2 separate regions of the Mus musculus genome follow, and region 2 is linked to region 1. Evidence: chromatin contacts called from public capture Hi-C data. All regions are on one chromosome and are shown on one strand. Each heading gives the region's core, a stretch centred on a gene start, on an enhancer-like site or on the middle of the called end of the contact. The rest is flanking DNA. Distances are from core to core; before and after follow the strand shown. Region 1 has its middle 24 kb from the start of Gm39589. Region 2 overlaps Sntg1 (syntrophin, gamma 1).

Evidence for each region. Capture Hi-C pulls out chosen DNA fragments and counts their contacts.
Region 2: a capture Hi-C map of embryonic stem cells shows a contact between it and region 1, with 7 times the contacts expected there. The contact joins two enhancer-like sites. A contact is called at or near these places in 1 of 115 datasets of contacts at active chromatin or transcription factors (embryonic stem cells) and 1 of 9 other capture datasets (embryonic stem cells).

The regions. Positions count from the first base shown.
Region 1 is chr1:8,095,340-8,100,856 of GRCm38.p6, reverse strand. No RefSeq gene overlaps it. Among named protein-coding and RNA genes, the nearest start is that of Gm39589, 24 kb to the left of the region's middle. Within about 2 kb of position 3,721, at least 8 of the 459 cell types and tissues checked have an H3K27ac peak or open chromatin away from gene starts, as enhancers often do. A contact at or near this core is called in embryonic stem cells, where this site is marked.
Region 2 is chr1:8,923,534-8,929,167 of GRCm38.p6, reverse strand. All of the region lies in intron 3 of Sntg1 (syntrophin, gamma 1), which reads left to right. Among named protein-coding and RNA genes, the nearest start is that of Sntg1, 370 kb to the left of the region's middle. Within about 2 kb of position 3,522, at least 12 of the 459 cell types and tissues checked have an H3K27ac peak or open chromatin away from gene starts, as enhancers often do. A contact at or near this core is called in embryonic stem cells, where this site is marked.

The sequences.
Region 1 (5,517 bases), core at 2,472-4,971:
GAAAATGAGGTGTCTACATGTTGAAGAGTAAAATTGGATGTGTATTTATTAATGTGCATAAAAAACTTTCAAATGGATCAAATATTTAAAACGCTGAAACTTCTAGGCAAAAATGTAGTCAGGGCCCTGCATGATATAGGTATAAGACAGAACTTATTGTAAAAGACTCCATTGGATCTAGAATTAAGACCAATAATTGACAAGTGGGATCCTGTTAGTTTAAATGAGAATGGCCTTATAAGCTCATATATTTTCATGCTTATTCCCCAGTTGATGACTTTTCTAGGAAGGATTAAGACTTGTGGCATTATTGAGGTAGGAGTGGCCTTGTAGGAAGAAGTAGGTGGGTTTTGAGGTTTCAAAAGCCCATACCAGGCCCAGTCTATGAATGTCTCTCTATCTTTCTGTCTGATTCTGTCTCTGTCTCTCCCTCCCCCTTCCTGCCTCCCCCCTCTTTCTCTCTCTTGCCTTGCCTACAAATTAGAATGTAGCTTTCAGCTACTTCTTCAACATGTTGGTCAGGCCCTCTTCCCCACCATGCTTCCTGTCATGATAATGGCCAGATCCTCTGAATTAAATGCCTTCTTTTATAAAAGTTACCTTGGTCATGTTGTCTGCACAGTAATGAAACGATGACTAAAACAGATAATTCATGAATCTGGAAAAGCTTCTGCATAGCTAAAAAACAACCACCCGGGTAAAGAAAAAGCCCACAGAATGGGAGACAATTTTGTCTCCTATACATATTATAGAGGTCTCATATCCAGAATATACAAAGAACTAAATATGTAAATAGTCAAAACTAAAGAAACATATAAACAAAAATGACCCATTCAAAAACTGGGCCTTGGAACAGAAAAAAAAATTCAAAAGAAGGAAAACATAGTTAAGAAACTCCTAAAAGAAAAAAGTTCATTATAACTAGCAATTTGTATGTCCAAATCAAAACAACTTTGAGATTTCATCTTATCCAATAAGCATAAAAAGATATATGGAACAACAAACAATAAGTGTGAAAGGAATGCAGGGGAAAGGAAGACTCTCATTCATTGTGGGTGGGAATATGAGCGGCTGTAGTCATCACAGTGTGGAGAATTCTCAAAAGAAAACTAAAAATACATTTATCATATAACCCAATTATAATACTCCATGCCATATATACTCAAGAGATTCAACAACATTCTACTTCAAAAATACTTGATTAACCATTTTAGTTCCTACTGTAGTTACTGTAGATAGATAATAGGAACAACCTAAATATTGCTGGCAATAGAGAGGGGGAATAGCAGGATATAAGGGGTATGATCAAGGAAAAAGAAAAGAGAGACTTCTCGGGGTAAGGGGGAGAAATACAGAATAATTGGGTGGTGGTAAAGGGAAGGAATAGGAAAGAAGTGATAGAATTTGTAAAGGGGGTATCTTTGGGGAAGCAAGAGGGAAATATGTTTAGGAGGAGAAGGGAGGGATGTGAAATAATATAATAATTGTAATTCAGTATATAATTAAAGTTATATAATTTTCAAGAACTTTTCTCAACTGGAATGCCAGTGCTCTCTCAAAGAACTAGGGACCACCTAAACGCAATACGGACAAACAAACAAACAAAATGAGTACCACACACGAGAAGCCTCTTTTTGAGATTTTGGCCAATATTGGCTAAGAGACGTCCAATATATATATATATATATATATATATATATCTTATGGCACTTGCCAATGGTTATCATTCAGATGTTGAAGGTAAGTTCCTATTTCTGAAAACACCATGCACTCTAGATGAATGACCAAGAGGCCATTGAGATGGAAATGAGCTAAATGCCTTCTCATTTGAAAACTCTAGAAGCCATTATTCAAGCTTCAAAGAAGGTAGGTAGCCCATAGTCCTACCCAGCTCTGAAGTCTGTGAACCCTATCAAACTTCAACACTGAATAATAACACTACAGATGGAGTAGTGACAAATATATTTCAGCAGAATTTATAGCTCTTTAACAGGAGTTGTGACCCACTCAAAAGGCGTACCGTGCCATGTACTGGAAACCTATGTGGTGCTAGTTAAATAATGCTTATTGTAGGAGAATCTATAAGTAATAATATACTAAACCACCTTAACCCCTAAGAATAATCTATAAACATTAGTCCTTATACCTACAGGTAAGTGTACAAAAGTGCAAATGCCCTTTATCAAGGAAAATTCTCTATCCAAACATGGAGACCATTAGAGAAAACCACAACTAATCAAAATGATTAGTTAGAGCCAAGTTCCAACCAACATTTCTAAAAAATACTACTACACCTAAGACTCAGGAAACATTGTGGAAGAAGTTGCAGAAAGACTGTAAATGCCAAGAATCACGGAGTTGGTTGTGAAATTATGTCTTCTAGTAACATCAGAAGCTGCATCTGTAAAGTTTCACCAACATGACTTCCCAAATATTAGAAGAACAGGGATGACATCAAACTGAATGGGGAAAGGACATTAAGGCCCGATGCTTATATGTAGAACTATAGAAAATGGAGTAAAACTGAGAGAAGTAGTGATAGTTTTCCCCAGGGAAAAGTATACCACCTGGTTGTCCAGTATCAAAACATTAGTATTAAAAACACACATACGGCCAGGTGTGGTGGGGCACACTTTTAATCCCAGAACTTGGTAAGAAAAGGCAGGCAAATTTCTGAGTTTGAGGCCACCCTGGTCTACAGAGTGAGTTCCAGGACAGCCAGGACTACACAGAGAAACCCTGTCTCGAACAACCCCCCCCCCCCAAACAAAACAAAACAAAACAAAAAACATACAAGTAAATCTATGGACTCAACAGATTACTTATGAATATATATGGGTATACAAATACATATTTGCATGTAAGAGGCCCTGGGTATAATAGAGTAAGAGAAGGGAGTATGAGAGGTTTGGAAAGGAAAAGGTAATGGAGTAACACATTGTAAATAAATTACAATAAAAAATTTCAAAATAGTATAATAAGAGGTTGTTAAATGAAAAACTCATGGCCAGATATAGGTTCTTAGGAGACTTTCAGTGTGTATGATGGAACCTACCAAATACATTGCAATCAAGCCAATAATGTAATTCACTGGTTTCTTGAGCAAGGTTATCTGAGAAAATTACCTGTTTTTTACAATTCCTTTTGTTCCTCATACACAAAGTTCTCCATTCAGATCTCCTTTTTTTATTTTATATTATTTCCTATTTTATTATATATTATTTTATATTTTTATATTATTTTATTTTATATTATTTTATTTTATTTTATTTTATAGCTACAGACTTGATTTCTTAGAATAGGAGATGTGGAAGGAAGAAATGTCTTACAGATATCACTCAAATAGTATCACTCAAATTTAGTGATCTCTGATAAAAATGTGTTGTAAGCCGGCCCATGGCCTACTTGAACCAGGTATACCTGGGAGGTAGGCTGGGGCTGAAATTGACTAGACTGAGAGAGAAATTAATGGAGACCAAGACATGATTCTGTTCAAGACCTGCCAGTTTACTTAGAGAGTGTGCTTATAAAGGAGAAGGCCCATCCCCCGCCAGTCCATTCTTGGTGTCTGGAGCCAGCCTGTAGGTGACTTGCAGGAATTCCTCCTGAATATCTCAGCGGCCTCTCAGCAGGTAGCAGTGTCTTGTGCTACCAAGGAGGAGCAGTGGTAGGTGGCAGAACAATAGAGCCATCTAGGCAGGAAGGCTCCACCCCAGGCAGTCTAATTCTCAGTGGTAATGGAGTCTGAACCAGCCTGTTTCAGCCTGGGGGAGATTACAAAAATGATTTTGTTCTGAGTGTTTTTTCCTCTGTGTCACAAAAGTTATATGAGCCATTCATGCCTGTCCACCAATTAGTGATTGTTGAAGTGGGAAGGGAACCAGGAAAGATGATAATATTTTCATAAAGGAAACTCAGACTATGCAGATCTCAGTCAGTATTCAGTTTTCAAAGCCATCCTGGGAATGTGTACAATCTTGCAATGTCTGTAAAAAGATAAGGTAGTTAAAAGGAAAACAAAAAACAAAGAAAAAATTAAGTATATTTCAAGAAAATATTAATTCTACTAAAAAAGAATAAAACTGATTTTCTCTTGAATCATTAGCGCATTTTTCTCCTTTGTTAATATTATTTTAAGAACAACAGTGAACCATTTGTGGTACTCCACATGTGCATGGTGATGAAGTCCTGTACTTCCAGCACATCATAGATAGCAGGATCTCAGACATTTTGCTATGGGCAAAAACCCAACTAAGGTACTGTGGCAACCGCCCTCGACCAGCAAGGACATGACTACCAGTTCTTCTAACAGCAGTTTATTCAGCAAGCTTCAGCCTTCATCTCTCTCCCTATTCATCTCTTTCCCTTCATCTCTCTCTCTTCATCTCTCTCTCTCTTTTCTCTCTCTCTCTCCAGAACCCCAGGCATCTCACTCTTATATACTCTCAGCCCCCACCCACTCACATCAGGCCATGTCACCTCACCAGGCACGCAGCTTCAGCCATTCAGGGTGGCAGGGGCGTGTCTTCACCAAATATGGACTTGTTTACACCACCAGCATCATGGTTCACCTGTGGAATTCTCATGATGGTTGTGGCTTATTTTCAGGTGTATGAGGATGTCAGGTGCAAATTATAAGACTTAGCAACAGTCCTGGGTGCCATCTTGGGACTGCTGCCACACCCACTCCTCACAAGGCACACTATTCAGCTCATCTCACAAATACAACAACCTACTTAAATACTCACCCACTCAAATTCCCACTTAAGAAAATCTAAAGCATGGTTTTGGCACCAAAATTTTTGGAACACTTGGAAGTTCATTAGAAAAGCAGAAAGTTGGTGTGAGGATTTAAGTGACTCTGATAGCCCAGGATAGGTAAGGCTCTACATTCAATCCCAAGTGGAACATAAACACACACACACACACACACACACACACACACACACACACACACACACACACACAAAGCCTATTTTCTCATTGATCAAAATAAAAACAGATACAAAATCACAGATCTACTGAAACATCAACTTTTGAGTGACTAGCATAGATTCTGTGACTAGCATATATTGATTTAGGACTTCCACACTTGATGAACTTGCTCTTTTGTCCTGCACTAACCTTGAGCAGGTTGAGACTGCTATATAAAACACTTCAATGTTTAATATAAAACACTTCAAAATTTAAAAATTAAAACAGGTATGAAAAATTTATCATAGTGCAGGACATGTTTAAGTACTCCATAAATAATGTCATTTGAAGTTATCTCTGTGTTTCTTGTATTGACAATATCCAGCTCTGGTGTTAATTTTCATTATTCTTCTCAGAGAAATTTTCAACAAATTTTGTCAACAAATAAAATATATTAATTGCATAACTTACCTAATATTTATGAAAGCACATTTTCTATTAAATTTCAGAAATTAATAATCAATTATATTTACAGATTAAAGAACAAGTTGTATACTTCTTCAGAATTACAAGTTTTACAAGGCACTATGAAGTATAAAATCA
Region 2 (5,634 bases), core at 2,273-4,772, 830 kb before region 1:
AAGGAAGACATGAAAATAGAAAAGGGACCTGTTAAGAAGAACAACAGTTCCAGAGAGATGGCAATCCATGTGGCAGGGGTCATGTTAAAAATGTGTACAAAACTTGTCAAATAAAATAGCAGATAAAAAGCAAATAACATGACCCACCCAAAATCTTTGTGCTTGATGCCACCATTTACTTTTTAGAACTCATTTTTATTCTCAGACTTATTCCAAGCCCAAAGATTACTAAAAATAGCTGTGAAATTTTATCCTCAAGATTTCCATTGGAAAGCCAGGCAATGGTGGCATGACTTTAATCCCAGCACTTGGGAGAGAGAGGAAGGTAGATTTCTGAGTTAGAGGCCAGTCTGGTTTACAGAGCAAGTTTCAGGACATCCAGGGCTACACAGAGAAACCCTGCCTTGAAAAACAAACAAACAAACAAACAAACAAAACAAAAAACAAAAACAAAAAAAAAGAAAGAAAGAAAAAAGAAAGAAAGAAAAAGAAAAAAAATTCCACTGGAGCCCACAAATTTCCAAGTAATGTATTTTTCTTTATTTTGTTTTGTTTTATTTATATCCAGTTTAATATTTTTTGTTTCCTTTCCCCACTGTGAACAGTTCATTTTTATTGATTTTTATTGATAACTTCATGTTAATATATTGTGTTTTGTTCAAATCTTTTGATATTCTATCTCCTTCACCACTATTCCCTCCTAAATTTTATAACTCACTTAGGTGATCTAGTGATGGCTATATTTGCACTGGTGAAAGAGCATCTATTGGATTATGTGTAGCCTCTCAAGGCCTGCATTCTTTTTGTTTGTTTGTTTGTTTTTTGTTTTTCGAGACAGGGTTTCTCTGGATAGCCCTGGCTGTCCTCGAACTCACTTTGTAGACCAGGCTGGCCTCAAACTCAGAAATCTGCCTGCCTCTGCCTCCCAAGTGCTGGGATTAAAGGCATGTGCCAACACTGCCCGGCTTCAGGGCCTGCATTCTGAAAAAATGATAACTCTTCCTCTTTCAGGAGCAATCAGTTTCCAGAAGGCCCTAAGCTAGCATTGGTACTGTCAGAGTCCTCCTCCAAACTATGATTTTTGTCTGTCTTGATATTGTGCAGACCTTGTGCAAGATGTCAGAAACACTGTGAATTGAGATGTGCAACTATGCTGTTTAGTCAGGAAAACACTATTTCCCTGTAGCTATCCATGCTTCTGATACTTGACATAATTTTGTCCCTGTGTCTGTGATAACCCTGAGACTTAGGGAGTGTAGATACAGATCCTCTTTTAGGGCTGAGCAGTCTACAGGGTTATGTTTTGTAATGCAGTGGCATGATGCAGCAAGTGGTGGTGCCTTAGCAGGCCAATTCTGAGGCATCCCCCTCCTCACCCCAGGTACCATCCTAGAATAAATGAAGTGGGGAAGGGAGTAGAAGCAGAGTAAGAAAGAGGGAGGAAAAGGTCAGAAAGAGAGAGGAGTGAGAAAAAAGGAAGGAGGCTGGCCAGGAACACATGAAGAGTAGCAGGGAAGGAGAGAGAGAGAGAGAGGGGTCAAACAGTCTTTTTTTTATAGCAAGCCAAGTTCATACATGGCTGTTGGTAGGTAGCTGTTGGATGGAGCCTAGAGGAAATGCTAACACACTGTCTTTAATTTTCTTCATGTTAACTTGTGTGCATTTGTGTTAATCAAAATTTATTGCAAGAACATATGATTTGATAATTGAGGGATGTACTCATTAAACACAAATCTATGTGTAAGTGTAATACTGTGTTCCAATATTATAATAATAGCAATAGTTTGTCCCCTATGGTACATGACCTACCTAGACAGGCATTTATGGCTACAATAACAATGCCAGGCAGGAATTACATATTGTGTAATAGGCCTTAAATACAATCATAAAATGGTTGACTATCCCCATTACATTCAATATGCATAATTGATGGTTAATTTTCTACTCTGATAGCATACATAACACCTTCCAAAACTAGACTCCTCTCAAACTTATGCTCCTTGGAGACTCCAAATGCACCAAAACCATGAAAACTCTAGGAAGCAAGTCTGTGATTTTGCTGAGTGAGGAGCATCTAATTGAGTTAAATAACCAAGGAATATTTTTAAAGTTAAAGTAACAGCTTGTGATTGCTAACTTTGATTTCCAACCTGAGATTATTAATCACACATTTGTGCATAACCACTGAACAACTACAAAAAAAGAAAGAAAGAAAGAAAGAAAGAAAGAAAGAAAGAAAGAAAGAAAGAAAGAAAGAAAGAAAAAAACCCAAAAGAACATGACTGCTTCTAAGTATGGTGGAGGTGAAAGTTTACTGTAGATAAAAGGAAGAGTATAGCCAGAGGCAGACACATCTGGTGAAGGTCCAGAGTGTTCATGGCCCTGTGAGAACTGGAGGTGGAAGGGAGAGGAAAGAGAGGTGAACCCAGTGCTGCTGGCAAGAAGGTAACCTTACAAAAAAAAAAAAAAAAATCAAAACAAGTCGCTGGATTACATAGGGGAGGACAAACCAGCTCCCTGAGCTGGAGGGTTTAGTGTAGGGAACCTGAGCCAGGAGGACCCTAACAGGTAACTGAGGTCTGCTTGATATGTTAAATAGGCACCTTAGCCATTTGTCCCAGGATCTGAGAAAGACCATGTTTCTAGCAAGCAGAAACAAAAAGGGCAGTCACTTCAGCTCTCAATGAGAGAGTTTGATTTTCTTGCTTGTTGAGGTTGAAATGCTTATTCGTTTCTGAAGCTGTGGGGTCATGGACATTTTCTTTTTTTCCTAGTTTTCATGTTTTTGTTGTTTGGGGGTTTCCTTAAGCATTCTTTTTAAAAAGTAGTTTGTGTAACTAAGGGTTCAGAGATGCCACAAAACAAAGCAATCCATGCCTGGGGAGGTTTTTATTACAGATATGAGGAAGAGGATATCCAGAAGCCTTGGGGAAGTCCAAAGCAGCTGGGCTTACCTCTTTGGTGTACACCCTTTCAGGGGAAAATGGTGATTTTAACAAGCAAGCTTCAAGACAAGCTACAGGATATTTCTATAGGCTATTGGCTATAGTGTTCCTTGTTTTGTGAGCTGATCTTGGCTATGATTCCTTTTGTTTAGCTATCTCTTCCTATATAAAGTTGCTAGTTTATCCCATGCCTGAAATCCATATGTGAATCTAAGACTATACATTTGATTTTCTCATTTTAAGTTGCAAACTTTGGCAAAATGAAATTATCAATCTCATAGGTCCTAAGTGTTAGTGCTGAGGTCACAAGTGTTTCTAAGAACTTGTTGCTCTGGCCCCTGGGCGAGGCAGGATTCAGGAAGTTTGACTCTATGCAGCCCATGCCACCTGGTGGGACTCAGGCTGTGAGAAGCCGCAGGACCCCGCTCAGTAGGTGGGAAAGCGCTGGGGTCCCTGTGGACTGCTGGAGTTGTCTCAGGGGTCCTGGCCATACGGGGACCGGAGGCCAGGACAGCAGGTTCCCACTCTTGGGCACCGCAGACTCCACTGGATGCCACGGAAGAGCCAAGAAAAGAGTGTGGGTCTGCGGGCAGGTTCTGGCCCAGGGCCAAAGGGAAAAGGGCTGGAGGAGAGAGTTCAGGCTGATTCTCAAGGGGATGAAAATCCTAGGCTTGGTGGTGGCCATAGCTGGGAACTCAAAGAGGCCTCCTGCATGAGATTAGACGTGCAGTTCTTTAGAGAAAGACCTGCTACATTGCTCCAGCATTTGGATCCCGATGAGAAGAGACAGTACGTGGTTTTAAGGCATTCATTGTCATGGAGTAGAGGCAGAGAAAAGCAGAAAGAGGTAGAGAGTAGAGAATTAGGGGCTGGCCATGGCCATGTGGAGAAAGTGGGGAAGGGAATGTAGAGACAGGGGGAACAAGAGGCAAGAGAGAAGCAAATGGGAAGCAGGAGTAAGAGTAAGAGAGGGAGGAGGGGGCAAGCAGCTCCTTTATAGTAGGTCAGGCCTATCTGGCTATTGCCAGGTAACCATGGGGAAGAGCATACCTGGCTGTTGCCAGGTAACTGTAGGGGTGGAATCCAGAGAGAATACCAGGGACTTGGGGTGTGGCCCTACTGATGCCCTTAGAATTATGGAGCTGGGGCCTCCTATCAGGAGCCTAGTGTCTGGGAACATGGCAAAAGGGTCTCCTATCCCTTGCAGGAACACCTGCTGGGTCTGGGAGATTTCAACCTAGCTCGACCAGAAAACAGGCTGCCTTTCCCAGTCCCACATGTTGTGTTAATACATTTATTTTTATTACTTTTCCTTTTGATTGTGTGTGTGTATTTATGTGTGTGAGAGAGACACACACAAAGAGAGAGACAGAAAATGAGAGAGAATGTGAGAAAATGTGTGTGTGTGTGTTTGTGTGGAGAGAGAGAGAGAGAGAGAGAGAGAGAGAGAGAGAGAGAGAGAGAGAGAGAGAGAGAGAGAAAGAGACCTACTAGATTGCAGCATGTTCCTAACAGAGTAGAAAACAATGCTATCTAGTTCACAGGTGCTGCAAAATGAAATCCAACCTCTCCCGTTGCTTTGATGATGACACACAGGATTATTTATATTAACATTACATTAATAGATGTGATCTTGTTGTAAATTGGGTACTCTTACCCAAGACAAGGAGGCCAGGATGAGCTCTTAGTGAAATTGAAGTTTTTAATCGATATGTGTTTTGTACTCTTATCCTGTGATACAGGTCCAGAGGTACCTCTAGCTGAGTAAGCAGGGGTTTTATGATGACAAAACCCACAGTCAGTGTTTCCCATTGGTGTTGTTGGGGTAATTGTTTGCTGGCCTGGCAGGATATCAAGATATTCTGCCTTGCAAAATAGCAAGAAAGTTTTAAAATAGCAATAAGTACCATAAGTGTCTGAGGGTCAGGCTGACCTCAGGTTTAGCCTGCGATAGAGTCAGGATTTAGTAAATGTGTCTTTCTCACTTCAGTCCTATTTTTTGAACAGATATTTGCCTAGGGATTGAATATTTACAGTTTTCAGTGTTATGTTTCCTTGCAGGAAACACATGTCACTCTGCTCTAAATCTTACTGGTATTTATTGGTGACATTGAAACATAAAAAATATTTTAATGGGACTGGAGAGATGGCTTTGCAGTTAAGAGCACTGATTACTCTTCTGAAAGTCCTGAGTTCAAATCCCAGCAACCACATGGTGGCTCACAATCACAGGATCTGATGTTCTCTTCTGGTTTGTCTGAAATCAGTTACAGTGTACTCATATAAATTAAAAAAAATTTTTAAAAAGATTTAAAAATTGCCTGCTGTAACAATTCCACACCATGTACAGTACCTTGGTTGTGCCTAGTTTGTAACTCCTTGTTCTACTCGTTTTGTATTTTCTTCTTTCTTGTGGCTTTCACCTTGGAGTGTATTTTATCCTTCACTAAAAATATTACAAGGAACGGTGCTTAATTTAAATGGAAATCTCTTTCTCCCAACCTCCCAAGATTGAATTTTTTGTGTATCATTAACAAGAGCTCTTAGATAAACAAATATCTACATATTGATTCATGCTTAAATGTTCAGGCTCTTATAAGCTACATATTTGTCAAAAACTGTGTCCCTGTTTAGTATTCTATCAATTATTTGAGTGTTCTGAGAAATAATTAATGGCTCTTAAATCAAA